Linked DNA regions of Zea mays: region 2 is linked to region 1. A link is a contact called in public Hi-C data. All regions are on one chromosome and are shown on one strand. The core of a region is the stretch at or near the end of the contact, and the rest is flanking DNA. Distances in the headings are between cores, read along the strand shown. Region 1 holds the start of LOC103641505 (G-type lectin S-receptor-like serine/threonine-protein kinase LECRK4). Region 2 holds the start of LOC100381832 (ABC transporter C family member 4).

Region 1 (2,719 bases), core at 63-2,562:
ACAGCAAGGGCACAGAAACAATCTGTCAGACAGAGTTGCTGACACTGATCCTTAGTTATGGGGCTATACTGCTCATAGTCAGACAGTGGCCAGTCAACATGGCTCATCGGTATGACCTTAAACTGCATCAGGGCCGCTGCTTCATCCAAGTCGCAACTTTGTGGCTGGAAGTCTGGCTTGCAGCCTTTGTACTTCCTCTCATCATCAATAAATGAGTACTGCTCGGGGCACTTGCAGGTACTCTGGTTGTTTGCGCCATTCCATGTGCAATAGCTGTTAAAACCGCAAATACCGCTTCCAACGTTTGTTAGCTGTGCTCCACAGATATTTGGGGGCTTGAAGTCCACTACTGACCATGCCTGATTACTCTGGTTGCTGTTCTTCTTTGGGTACATATACTGTCGGAAAACGCCATCGGGGTCAAGTGTGGCACGAAGGTAGTAGTCTGCTATGGAGCTGACCACCCAAGATGTGATTTCACTTCTGTTGCCGATATATATCACGCCAGACGCATCGAACACCAGATTGGTGGTGTTCACATCCATGGACCAGTACGGATCATATTCGTAACCAGAGGGCACAGCAACGGTATAAAGAGACGCACCAGTACTTTGCAGGCCGAGGAGGAACCGGCCATTGGAATAGTCTGTGGGGATGATCCGACTGCGGAGGCTCATTCCAGTGGTGAGGACCTGAGTGGGCAGGATGGTATCTGTAGGGTATTTGAAGCTCTCCCATAGGGCAGAGCCATCTGCAGCAGCCAGCACAAAGTTTCCAGAATCGAGCATGGCAGCGTAGGATGCGCCCACGACTTGGGGATTCCATACCTCTGTGCCGGCGGAGTCCTGGAGCGAGAGCGCCCCATTGGAGTTGAGCTGGAGGCGTGAGCCGGATGGAGCTTGCACCGGCGCTGGATCCGGGTCGTTGGTCTTGGCATACCAAGTCACTGTAAGGTTGCCGATCTTGTTGAACCAGACGGCGAGCAGGTAGAAAGAGGTGTTACCCTCGATGGGCTGGAAGCCAAACGCGAAGTCGCCAGATGGGGAGAGCCAAGAGGTGGTAGGCCCTTGGGGCGTCAAGGAGGAACCTTGGGTGAAGTTCTGTTGAGCTTGAAGAGGAGTGGTAGAGGACGACAGCAGCAGCAGCAGCAGCAGCAAGGGGAAGAGAAGGGGAGCTGCCATCAGTTCTTTTGGTATGGCTCTCAGTTCCTGCGTCTGATGGCGAACATATGCATCTCTTTGTTTCGTGAGTCTTCGTTGACTCCACATGACTATAAGCAGCAGCTTTGAACTGGTCAATTACGACAATTGGCTACCCCACGCCCACGCGCATGGGTCCTTGTCTGTGACTACTCCGTGCTGTCTGTATAAAGACAACTGGTTCATGTGATTGGTTAAGCAGTCCGGGTTTTCGGCGTGCTGGCAAGTGGCATAGTTCTACAGAAGAGAATACTTTTTTTTTTGGTTATATTGACTGTTGCGTGAAGACAGGTGCACAATGACTTACCGTGAGGGTCAGGCTTAGTTCTTAATTTTGAATTTTCAGTAGCGACCAAATTTGGAACAGAGGGGGTTGGAATTGTATATGAGAAAATTTCGGTCACTTGTGGCCAGTTTCCGTTAAAGGACTGGTGCATTGTTTTCTGAATTTTCTCTACGACATATACTCTCTTTAAAGAAGTACGTATTTTTTCAAGGTTGACGAATTTTCGTCGAGAGGAGCAAGAAGGTTGCGCGTTCGCCTATTTGCGCTCTCTGGATGCTCCTCTCCCCCCACTAGTATACAAAAAGAGAAATAGATACAAACACAAGGTCTCAAACCTTGTTATAGAATTTTTGCTTCAAAGAAAAGAAATATCATATAAATTCAGTTTACAGATAAAAAATAAAAAAGAAAGCATTGCCTTTTTTCGTATATCTTGTATTTATCGTACTTTTGCTCTGGGGAGTCTCTTTCTCTTTTAACAAATATCTGAAACTTTAGATTAAGAATTGGTGGAATACTAGGCAATCCGAAACTTTCTTAACTGATATTCAAGCTATAGATGTCAAAATGGACGGGCCGTACCAGCCTGGCCCGAACACGGCTAGACCCGATACGGATTAGGACTGTGCTGGCCCGGCCTAGATTAGCTAGCGGACCGTGCCGTGCCGGTCCACGGGCCCCCAAACGAGGCCTAAGCACGGCCTGTTAGGTTAATAATCGTGCCGGACCGGCCCACGTCCGACGGACCTAACAGGCCCATAACAATATATGACGTTTAAATGATAAAAATATTCTAAAAGTATGTATTTTTAGGGTTTAAACCATATTTATTAGCTCTAAACATTTATTTACACCCATATAACCAACAAAAACACATGTTTCTTGTGTTATACTCTATATTAAGTATAATATATGTATTTATATGAACAAATAAAAAAAATAAATCGGGCCGTTCCCGGTCCGTTGGACATCTATACCTCTCGCTCTCTCACTTCCGGCTCCAAGTGTATATCTTACGTGCCTTTTTTGCTCGGTTGAATCTGTCTTTAGTGATTGATTGCTACTTAATTGGATCGTTCTGTTGAAATTTCAGTCCGTTCTGGGTCGTGAATTATACATTGTATCAAGGCTGCCGATTTTTTTTGTATTTTTGAAAACATTTTTTCGGCATTTTTTGTTGCCACGTAATGTTGTCAGGTGTTAAATCCTGGTGTAGTTTGAGATTTATGTCTTC
Region 2 (3,063 bases), core at 308-2,807, 460 kb after region 1:
CGCGGCTATCGCGGACGCCGAGGAACTTGAGCTGGTACGCCAGGTTGAGCTTGTTAGCGAAGGCCGTGACCACAGTCACTGCGGTGATCACGGCGAGCGTCATGAGCACGGCGGGGCCGAGGTAGGCGTACAGGAGGAGTAGCGCCACCACTATCTGCAGCGGCATCAGCCACAGCCCGTGGAGTCCGTGCATGGCGTAGGACACGATCCCAGCGTCGACCTGCATGTAGTTGACGATGGCTCCAGCGCCGTGCGCTCGGCGAGCACCGGCGGTGAGGCGCAGCGACTTGCGGTACAGCGCCGTCTGCAGCGCGCCGCGGATGCGCATGCCCAGAAGCTGTCCCTGGAAGCTGTAATGGTGCGATGCCAGCGTCTGGACGGCCTTGCCAGCGAGCAAGATGAGAACGAGACGAAGGCCCTCCCATGATGTCCCGCCGCGGCGGATGAACTCGACGAACTGATCGATGAGCGACGGCCCAACGTACATGGCCCCCAGACGAGCGAGGCCAAGGAACGCAGTAAGCACGAGCTGCGGCCAGAAAGAGAGCCAGAGTGCCACGCCGACCGGGTGCCGAGATGCTGGCGACGCTGGCCAATTGGACATGAACAAGGCGTGCGCCGCCTCGGCGCGGTGGGCGGCAGAGACCGGGGGCACGTCTTCGGTTTTGAGGGATTCGGCCGCGTAGCCCTTGGTGATGAGGGAGTTTATCCAGCTGAACGTAGCGCGCGAAAGGAACGAAGCGGTGGTGTACGGCGAGGAGGGCGCCTCTGGACCGGCGTGTTCCGGTTCACCTTCTTGTGCCCTGGTGACATTGCCGGTGAAGCCGGTGACCGCTATGTATGCCAGAGGCAGGGAGACAAGCAGACCAGCGAAGGCGAGAATGTCATCGGGGAAGAGCAGCGAGGCGTCCGCGCCGCGGACCACTGCCGAGGCAGAGAAGAGCGCGGCGCCGAGAGCGGTGGCGAGCCAGAACACGCGGAGGTGCGCCTCCGGGGCAGCTCCTGCTCTCCGCGAAGAGACGATGGTCCAGGCAGCCACCCCGTGCGCGACGGCGTGGACGGAGAGGAAGGCTCCCTCCGCGGCGCGCCACGGCGTGGCCGGCAGGAGGAGGAGCGCGAGCGCGAGGAGGACGACGGACACCGCCGCGAACACCGCGGAGGCCCCGAGCGCGAGCACGTGGCGGACGAGCGGCGGCGAAGGATGGTTCGGCTTCTGCAGCAGCGCCTCGCGCTCGGGAGGGGGAGCAGCCGCGGGCACCGGGTGTCCCCTGCGAAGGCGTCTGGCGAGGCGGACGATGCAGGCGACGAGGAACACGAGGTCGGCGGTGGCGAGGAGCCCGCGCTGCGGGCACGGGGAGAGGAAGAGGAACGCGACCGCATCGGAGAAGGAGCCGGGGCCAGGCGGCGGCGCTGTGCACGCCTTGGTGGTGAGCCACCATGGGAGCGCCATCCCGTGTGCCTGCGGCGGCCCTGCGGGCTTGTTGGCTCTCTGGCTGTGCGACTGGCCGACTGCCGAGTGCAGACTGCTAGTGGAACGGAAGTCGGAACTCGTTGGGGGATCCGTCGATGGGGATTGGGTCGGTTGACTCGGTTCACATAAGACGAGACGAGACGACTCAACACTCAACTCGAGGAAATTCGTGGCTTCTGTACTTCGGTTTGTGAGTTGTGACGTTCTTGACTAGCCCTCTCCATTTTTTTGTATACTCTTGTTTAAGGTTCTGGAGACTGGTATACTATGCCGCTTTCATTGACGGACCTCTCCGAGATGTAGCCTATTTTAATAATATAAGGCTATTCGCATTAATATAATTCTAAATTTCTACTTTGAATGTAATATCTTGTCTTATCAGCAAGATTCTGTATACTATACCTTAATATTTTACAATTATATTTACTCTATATTTCAACTCTATACCAACTATCACATATTATATCATTTATTTTTATCATCACCATAACATATACAGCCACATCTCATATTTATCTCAGAGACAAAAAGGCTAGATTTAGAGTAAAAAGGGACGGACTCTATAGGTAGCACTGTATGTTGATAGCGCTTTGTTTAGCGCACGCTACTGCGCTGTGAAATGGTATCTGTCTTGTTATGTGTTTGTTGATGTCTTATTTCAAAAGATCCACGCGTTGCTATCCTATTCCGAGGGCAGGGTACTTTTTTACCGAAACTGAGCCAAATAACGGCTCTAGTTTATGTTCTAGGGAATTCGGTGGTCGGATTCCGCTTGGGCTAGTTTGGGAATCTAATCCCCTCCAGGGTCTTTATCATTTTCTCAGATAGTAATTCTAAGAAATTTTATTTTAATAAAACACTAGTTAAGTGTCTGTGTACTGCTACGATTTCTGATGACATAAACTACAATTTAACTCTCAAACTGGTCCTATACATTGCTATGGTTTCTACGTGATGACATAAACTACAATTCAACTATTAATCTGGCGACATTATTATTCTCGTTTTCTTTTCTTCTCCTAGAATTTTTTTCACCGGCCGGTGTTGGTATAGACGCTCTCAAATAGAAGACAATCATAGAAGATGAGCAACAGAGGAAGATCATGTACATCTTCCTCCTCGCTGCCCCAACTTCACTCGCGCCCCACATCTCCACTCCTCGTTGGGCATCACGGCACCGGCGGCCGCCGACACCACCCGATTCAAACAGGAACGAGGGGCAGTTGGAGTTGGGAGCCGATTATAGATGTATAAACGGATCGGGCTTGTTGGGCGGCCCAAAACCCGGCACGGATTTGGCCCGGCACGAACCCGGCACGGCACGTAGTGAACTGGACCCGTGCCGGCTCGGCCCGGTCACCGGGTCGTGCCTGTGCCGAAGGCGTGGCACGACGGGCTAGACCCGGTACGGCCCGATTTTATTTTTTTTTCTATTTTTTCATATAAATACATATATTATACTTGAATATAGAGTATAAAACACAATAAACATGTGTTTTTGTTGGTTATGTGGGTGTAAATAAATGTTTAGATCTAATAAATATGGTTTAAACCCTAAAAATGCATACTTTTAGAATATTTTTATCATTTAA

Evidence for each region. Hi-C and Micro-C count contacts between places; a contact is called where the count stands out from the background.
Region 2: a Hi-C map of leaf mesophyll shows a contact between it and region 1, with 2.3 times the contacts expected there. The contact joins the promoter of LOC100381832 here to the promoter of LOC103641505 in region 1. A contact is called at or near these places in 4 of 25 Hi-C or Micro-C datasets (ear, leaf, leaf mesophyll and 1 more) and 1 of 3 datasets of contacts at active chromatin or transcription factors (leaf).

The regions. Positions count from the first base shown.
Region 1 is chr10:102,436,630-102,439,348 of Zm-B73-REFERENCE-NAM-5.0, forward strand. LOC103641505 (G-type lectin S-receptor-like serine/threonine-protein kinase LECRK4) reads right to left here and starts at 1,313. Exons shown (of 1, transcript XM_008664849.4): 1 at 1-1,313. The coding sequence starts at 1,268.
Region 2 is chr10:102,900,024-102,903,086 of Zm-B73-REFERENCE-NAM-5.0, forward strand. LOC100381832 (ABC transporter C family member 4) reads right to left here and starts at 1,558. Exons shown (of 11, transcript XM_008664854.4): 1 at 1-1,558. The coding sequence starts at 1,450.